Linked DNA regions of Drosophila melanogaster: regions 1 and 3 are each linked to region 2. A link is a contact called in public Hi-C and HiChIP or PLAC-seq data. All regions are on one chromosome and are shown on one strand. Each heading gives the region's core, a stretch centred on a gene start, on an enhancer-like site or on the middle of the called end of the contact. The rest is flanking DNA. Distances are from core to core; before and after follow the strand shown.

Region 1 (2,700 bases), core at 102-2,601, 320 kb before region 2:
GTAGACTGGCTGCATGGTGAAGAAGGTGATGTCGGAGTAGAGGGCAAAGGTGATGCCCAGCACGATGTTAACGAAAATGGGCTTCTTCAGCAGCGTGAGATCGAGGAAGTCGACGATGGTGCGCACCCAGCTCTTTTTGGTAGCGTGGGCTGGAGCTACTGCACCTGATGCACCGGCAATCGTGCTCGGACGCCGTGAGGTCTGCAGGCTGTGCATCATCTGGGGCGAGGCGTCACTGACCACCACGGGTCCGGACCAATTGCCCAGGCTGGTGATGCTCGAGGCCCGACTGGACAGAACCTTCAGCATTTGCTCCTCGGCGTGGGAGAGCTTTCGCGCTCCTGGATCAGCGGTATGAAAGTTGGGCTCCTCTCTGGTAGCCTTAAGCGGTGTTTCCGGCTGCACTCTAATCACCACCGTTGGGCTCAACTCCTTGAGTTCCTCCTGCTCCTCGGGCTGGATGGGCACGCGACGCATGTGCCACTCCACTGGGTGCATGACCAGCATCCCGAACACCGCATGAGCATTCAGTCCCGTGAGGATGAGCAGGCAACCGCGGAAGCCGTACCATGACATCAACTTCTGCATGACAATCGGATATAGCATGGAGCCCAAGCCAATCAGTGTCTGGGCAAAGCTCATCCACATCACGCGGTTCTTGACAAAATAATGGTTGAATGTCGTATAGCAGGTGGGCACCATCAGCCCGAAGGCGAATCCCTGAACGACGCTAAAGGCCATGATCAGGTGTAGCGTGGAGGTGGCGAACAACTGCATTCCAGTGCCCAGGAAGTACAAGATGCCGCCAGTGACGCCCACCTGCCGCATTCCAAAGCGCTGGAACAGGGAGCCGGAGAACAGGCCGGCGAAGCTCATCGACGAGAAGAAGGCACTCGTTATGATGGCCATGGCACTCGTCTCCGCTCCAATGCTCTTCAGGAACTCGCCGAAGACCAGGCCAAACGATGGCAAAGCCGCAAGGGCACTTGTCTGTAAGTAATCGTTTGAATTTATGCTAATTGCGTTCTTTATTTATGCCATTATATCATTAGTTCTAGAAAAAAAAAGTTTACTCTGAATTTTATTTAAACTATTTTCCATTCACTTAAGAACCACCTCGATACCCACTGACTTTGCATTTCTTGGCCGATTGAGTTCCCTGCGTTAGTACTTACAAAAGGCAGGGCCATGCCAATGCAGACGAGGATTCCCCAGCCGCCATCGGGTGCCTCCAGTGTGTAGGATTTCGACTTCTTCATCTGGTATGCTGGGCGCGACTGGAGTCGGTGCTCGATCGTCAACCAGACGATCCCAGTCTGAGGCATCCGTCCGTGTGCGTATATCAATCCCATCATATAAGTCGGCGCTACCAGTAGCAGCCTCCTCGATTATCCGCTTATCGCACCTCGGGACTTTATGGCCAAGCTAAGCTTCTTATGACAAAGGTTCATACATAATATGGCTTTCCCGATAAGATTAGCCCAGATACTCGCATACAGTTTACAAATTTCCCTGCGGTGCCGGCCCCCGTCGTGATTTTCAAGCATTTCCGCTAGTGTAAATAGACGAGAGATCGGGTGGGTGGGTTGTCTACGCCCTACTACCACGCCCCCGAATTCCAAATTCCGTGTTGTAATGGTAATGGTACATTTGCGAATAACAAAACAATTTTTGGAGCATCATTTGGGGTCTTTATCGAGAACAAGTTGGCCCGACTCCTACGCTGATAAGAATTTCCAGACCTAGTGCTACGGACAGGTTTGTCACTAGATTTACAACAGTCCTCGTGGGTCGTCGCATACCACACCCTCCTGCGAGATATCTACTGCTTAATTTATACAAACTTAAATTTATTCTTCACGCATTACATTTGTTTACACGCAGACGGTGAGTTTTGCTCAACTCGATACTATAAACGCATAAACTTCGCACTAAATGATGGCGATTATGGGGTTGGGTGTAACTTAACCGGATGTTTGAGTTCCCAAATGATTTTAAAAACCTTGCACTTTTCCTTCAGTTACTCATCTATACCCATTTATTTATCTATTTTAAAGAAGGCTAAGCCGCACGCCTTTTTTTATTTCTAAGATTTCTAAGATCTAATCTGTTGGAATTTGTTAACTTTTCCAGCCTGTGCAGTTCCAGGAAATATTATTCGCAAAAATGCATACTTTTCATCGCTTTATTTTACCAATTTAATATACACACATATTCATATATATATTATTATTATAATATATTATTTAGTAGGGCTACAATATCGGGCAATACATTTCCAAAAGTTCGCTTCAAACGCTTGTATCAAAAACGCTCCTTACTGTTTTACTAATTCGACAAAAATATATATATTTATATATATATACATATATATATATGTATAATCCATGATAAATTTAAGTACCCAAAATATACTTAATCTAGTAGTAATTTGTGTATATAGAATATCCGAATGTCGTCATCTGGGCATCGGCTAGTTTAGTTCTCAGTGTAGCATTCCGCGCCGAGCCCAAAAGTTTGCTACATTGAGTTAACTTGGTCTTTTTCCACGATTTGTCGTGGATTCGTTTGCATTTATTGCTTATCGGTTGGGCTTAGTTATTTCATTAAACAATGCACATAGATCTTACTTATTAATATTTTAATATTTTTGGACCAAACATACACGACATCATCCCTTCATTTCGATTTCGATTTCAA
Region 2 (2,731 bases), core at 120-2,619:
GAATATATATCGCACATTTTTTCTGCAGTTGCAACTTTGCAATCCGGCTCTCATTAATTTCAATTTAAATTTTAATTCCCCTGGCCGACGCTCCCTAAAAGGAATTGAATCGAATCGAATGGACTCGACTTGGCTCGATTCCCGATTCTCGACTCCGACCGCCAATGTCACGCGGCTGAGTCATTTCGCATTTGTTTACAAACAAACCGATGCGGCGGAGTGGGTAGTACCATGGATATGGCCAAGCACACTGGCAGAAAACGACACAGATACTAAGATACTATAATGCCTCTCTGTTAGATTAGGAAACATATCCTATTATAGCTAACAAGCTTACAACAGTACAATTTCCAATCTTAGCTCAGCATAGAGATATTTAAATTTACATATGTATATATGACATATATTTTTCTGCGTGTATTTGGGCCGCCAACGTTCTCCACCCACCCGGTCTAATATTGGGATTTATCGATTCGCACAATGGGCGGAATTGGCTTTTTGATTTAAGGTCTTAATGATGATGAGCTCTGGGTGTAAGTAACCCCGCGAATATGGACAAGATATCGTGGGCCATCACGCCATAGATGTTCTATTTTAGGACGATGGATAATGCCAACCCACCGCAGGACGGAAAATGCACTTTCCACCAATGTGCAACTCTCTCTCTCTCTCTCTCTCTTTCTCTCTATACCGAAGATCATTTCCCAAAACGGTAGGAAGCGTTGATCGGTTAACCGGTTAACTCAACACGACTCATACTCACACTTTCCACTCGCACTCACAGCACACAAATGCTGAACCAGATGCAATTGGAATCACAGTTCGAGGAACTCACTTCCATGACTGAATGGCTCCCACGCGAGAAGTTTTAAGCATACTTATCAAGATCAAGTTGATCATCAACTAATTAATTGTTGCTAATTGAACACTTGTTCCTAGAAAGTTTTTTAGGAGCTTTGAAATGTGTTATGTTATTTCATTGCATTTATGAATTACTAGCTTATTAACGGAAAATAAATCATGGCTTCCTTGTTTTCGGTCATTTTGTATAAACCAAATTTGTCTTACAACTATTGTTTCACTTCTAAATGTGTTCCCCGTGCGTCATTATTTCCATAAAATACAAAATCAATACAGCGAATATAGTGTTTTGGGTGGTCCGCTAACGATTAGTGGTTAAAGTACGCTTAAACAATTCCCTTTGCGGATAGAAGTTCTTTTTGATCCAATGGCAATAGAAACATAATCAAATCCGCAAATCGATGACTAAATGCGGCTTCATCGGTCTATCGATATCGCCACACTGCTGCGCAGCGGCAATCGAAGTACAATCGGTACGAAAGCTATAAAAGCAAAGACACACTGTGAATGCAAAACAGTTCAGAAATTGAAACGCGGCTATCTGTGCGATACGTCCAACCGAAATCACACACTTGAACGTCTTGAGTTTCGAATACATATAGAAAACCCATCGAGTTCCCTTTTTTTTTGGTTGCTCCGTCGATTAGCAAGTGAACAAGCTCGAAAGCGCGTTGAGCAGAACAGAACAGAACAGAGAATAATAGAACGGTATACAGTATATACAGTATATACGGTATACAGTGTACAGCGAAGAGATTGGAGATTCCATCTAGCGAAGCAACCACCAAATAAACCACCACAAACAGCACAACAATGGCCGAGGCTAACAAGAGGAATATCCCCATCAAGCTGGGCGACTTCAGCGTCATCGACACGGAGTTCAGCAACATCCGCGAGCGCTTCGACTCCGAGATGCGCAAAATGGAGGAGGAGATGGCCAAGTTCCGTCACGAGCTGATGAACCGCGAGGCGAACTTCTTCGAGTCCACCAGGTAAGCGTAATAGTGATACAAGTGGGATCCCAACACTGGGATAATTCCACATAGCCTGATTCTACCGGGTGTACTGCGATGGAACCCAATCCCGAATCGCTCGACTCATCGCCTCGTTGTTGGCTCCTCTAAATATAGGCGCACATCTTGCCACATCGCCCACTGGTCTGGAGCTCTTCACCCACAGATTCTCCTACGTATGTACATATGTACATACGTGCATACATACATATGTATGTACTAAACAGTGGGCCTCATAGGAGGCGAGCGGCCCGCTTCAATTCTCGCCCCAGATACACTATGTGTATTTCTTTGCCGTCGCTCTGGGGGAGGATGAGTCACCAGTTCTAAATTCTCCGCCGCTGTCTCCGGCCAAGAAACACATGTGTATCTGCTGCCCGCCACCCGCTAGTAAATCCCCCTCCCCCGCCCCGGCACATGGCTAGCCAGCGTCTTGTGCCCTCCCCTTTCGCTCGATCTCGAGTCCCATACGGTTTATGCAACCGTTATGTAGGGCATAACGGAATTTTTCGAACTTTGAGAATCACCTGTGCCAAGATATTCCGTTATATGTGTGTGTGTGTGTGGGTTTCTAGCTGAGCAGAAAAATGTAATTGTTGATAATGAGATAAGATATTAAAATCTGGTCTCTGCGAGCAAAATTAAATATTTGAAAACGCAAAGCATTGAAACGATCGGTGGCACACATGAATAATGTTCATTAAATCTCTAACTATTTCCATTTGTAGTTACTTGTTTTTAAAGCATACATAAGTGACAAACGCGTTTACCTAGCAATCTATTTCCATTTGCAAGTCAATTAAGTGATTCGGCGGTATTTTAACACCCTCGCATATTCATACGAATCAGAGAGAGGG
Region 3 (2,700 bases), core at 138-2,637, 280 kb before region 2:
TCAATGCAGCACTTACATATTGAAATGTGACTTGCAGTGTGGGAAAAATACAGTCTCCTTGATTCAGAATATGCAATTTGGTGCTGTTAAAGCTTTCGATTACTTTCTACAATTAACCTAATTTACTGGTCCACCCTAATGGCGGCGCCATAAATGCATTCCCGCTCTCGAAAACGTGGACTCCTTCCATTCCGGCTTCGGCACCCGGACACACGGATTTCCAGATTCAGGACAGCACCTGAGGCCTGTCAGGCGGCGGGGTGGCGGTGGCTTTGAGGAAGGGGGAAGAGCAAGGCACCAGCACATCATAAAAATGTGTAATTCAATTTGGTAAACATTTTCTGCTCCCCGTCGATGGTTAGATGAAAAAAAAATGCACATGAAAAATGCTGAAACCTTTGGCAAAACTCAATTTGGTTCCGGGATCAGATCAGACTGGGCAGGGGATTATGGTTTGGACTAGACGGATTCCACCCACCATGTGAACTAATCACTTGGCCAGTGGTTATTATGGAAACTTCAGCTAATTCTTAAACTCAATTTGGGTTCTCACACTCTCTCACAGAGAGAGAGAGAGAGAGAAATCCTATAAGGTTTAATTCACGAATTTCCAAATCACACGTTTTTAATGCCTTCTAATTACGGTTTATGCTCAAAAGCAAAGCTTCTGAAAATCCCCTACCCCCAAAACAGTGGGCTACATTTGTCTTGGGCATAGTTTGAAAATTTCACAAAATCTTATTAATCTTCTTAATCTTCTTATATTGAATCACAAATAACAGTCACACATCACGTAAATTAAAAGCATGATTACTTTCTTAAAACGCGTTCCTATCGGTATAGTACATATGTATATTTGCAAATGCAATAAATTCTTGTTCAGTTCTTTTGCCACACTTAACTAACATCTTCACTTGTTGATCGACACGAGACTTACGGTGGTAACTTGTTGCCAATTTGCCTTCGGGTGTGTTGGAAATCACAGGTTAGCCAGATGTCTTGATGATCTGCTAATTCTAGCACTTTTCCCCCTGCGCTGTGTGCAGCACAGAGATTTCAAAAATATATGCACAGTAACAAAAAGAGAGTTCAAATACGACGACGAAACACGACGGATACGGATAACAAACAGCAAGTGCCGCAGAACGGAACAGCGTTAAAAAACAGCGTGTGGCTCAGCTGTTCTCTTCGGACGGCACACAATAATATTTGTACTGCTGCTGCTGCTGCTGCGCTTGGTGTTTCTAACAAACAATAACTCTTTCGTGGTAGCCAACTTCTTCTTTCGCTCCGTGTACGTCCGCTCGTTGGTGTGTTTACTGTTACGCGGCCAGCAGTCGACTTGCTGCTATTCCACTGCTGCGGTCTGCTTTATAGCATTCTCTACGCCAAAGCAAAGCAAAGTCACTGGCAAAGCAAAACGGCGGAACGAGAGCGAGATGGTCGGAGAGAGCTGGCCCGTACACTGAGAGAAATTTGCATTGGGCAAGCAAGAGAGAATGTAAATCTCTTGACCAAGGATCACATTACACATCACATGCTTGGCATGCTAGCAAATTCCCAATTTTATTTATTTTATATAATTACGTTGTTAAGCATAAGCTTATGAATGTTTCGGTTCTGAAATTCGTTAGCTTAAGTCCCTGGTACAAATTTGTAATTAACCGAAATTAATAAAATTTTTTTTTGCTCTGTACCGCCGGCGGAAGGCGGGAAGAGTGTGAACTTCTCTCTTCGTGCGTGGGCAGCGCCAGGATAGACGACGATGCACCGTAAGTGCAGCAGGAATCGCGGCAGAGGATGCAATGCAGCATTTAGCCATCCCAATTAGCAGTTGCCGGGCAATAGCCTTCCCTCTCTCTCCACCTGTCTCTTTCTCTGTCTCTCTGTCTTGGCCTGGGCGACCCCTCTCTATCGCACTCTCACAAGACCGGCTCAACAGTGGGCTGTGATGTGATTTGGCAAATGTGTTTACACCATCATGATGACGACGTAGAACTTGGACTGTTGAATAGATCCGCTCAGAGATCTTATTGCACTGAACAAAAATTCCGTTTCTTTTGACATGTTTTTGTTTAGCTTTGAGCTGAACACGTTTCTAAATTAATAAGAAATATAATAGAAATTATTATGCTTAACTAATTTTGGAAAAAGGCAAAATTATTGGCTCAAATTAATACAAAAATATAATAAGAATAAGAATAATTATCTGCGTTCAGAAATCATCTTATGGGAAAAAAGAGAGAGCTACAAACAGACAGAGAGAGAGAGAGAGACAGAGAGTAAGGGGAAAATAGATCTTTATAGAGCCGCTCTATGGCCGACCAACTGTTGCCACTTGCCGGCCACACAGCAAGTTCAAAGGTCGCAGGCCAGGTAGACAGTAGCCACTAATTGGTTGGTAGACAAATACCCATACACAGAGAACAATTTTGAACTTCGGTGCTGATGAATACAAAAAAATAAAAATGTATGCACAAACATATGCAAATGAATTTATAATTCATACCTGATATCTATTGCATATTTAGGTCCTTTAAAACATAAAAACATTAATGAACTCATGATTAACCAAAGTTAACTGTGTAGCAAAATTTGGTTGGGCTAGATTAAGTATTGAGTCCTCACTCGTAGCAACCCCTAAGAGGTTTTCTAGGGTTAACCACAATTAACGATCGTTTGGTCGCTCGTAAAAAAAAA

Evidence for each region. Hi-C and Micro-C count contacts between places; a contact is called where the count stands out from the background. HiChIP or PLAC-seq counts read pairs in DNA pulled down with a chosen protein or histone mark.
Region 1: a contact with region 2 is called in a Hi-C map of the Kc167 cell line, with 3 times the contacts expected there. The contact joins the promoter of CG8028 here to the promoter of CG14207 in region 2. A contact is called at or near these places in 2 of 107 Hi-C or Micro-C datasets (the Kc167 cell line and embryo) and 1 of 6 datasets of contacts at active chromatin or transcription factors (the Kc167 cell line).
Region 3: a POLR2A S2P HiChIP or PLAC-seq map of the Kc167 cell line shows a contact between it and region 2, with 4 times the contacts expected there. The contact joins the promoter of out here to the promoter of CG14207 in region 2. A contact is called at or near these places in 1 of 107 Hi-C or Micro-C datasets (the Kc167 cell line) and 1 of 6 datasets of contacts at active chromatin or transcription factors (the Kc167 cell line).

The regions. Positions count from the first base shown.
Region 1 is chrX:19,278,998-19,281,697 of dm6, forward strand. CG8028 reads right to left here and starts at 1,352. Exons shown (of 5, transcript NM_001103561.2): 1 at 1,176-1,352; 2 at 1-990. The coding sequence starts at 1,325. It overlaps CG8034, which reads right to left. Exons shown (of 4, transcript NM_133148.5): 4 at 2,235-2,700.
Region 2 is chrX:19,603,830-19,606,560 of dm6, forward strand. CG14207 reads left to right here and starts at 1,370. Exons shown (of 4, transcript NM_001298517.1): 1 at 1,370-1,853. The coding sequence starts at 1,675.
Region 3 is chrX:19,320,719-19,323,418 of dm6, forward strand. It overlaps out (outsiders), which reads right to left and starts at 1,388. Exons shown (of 5, transcript NM_001298506.1): 1 at 938-1,388.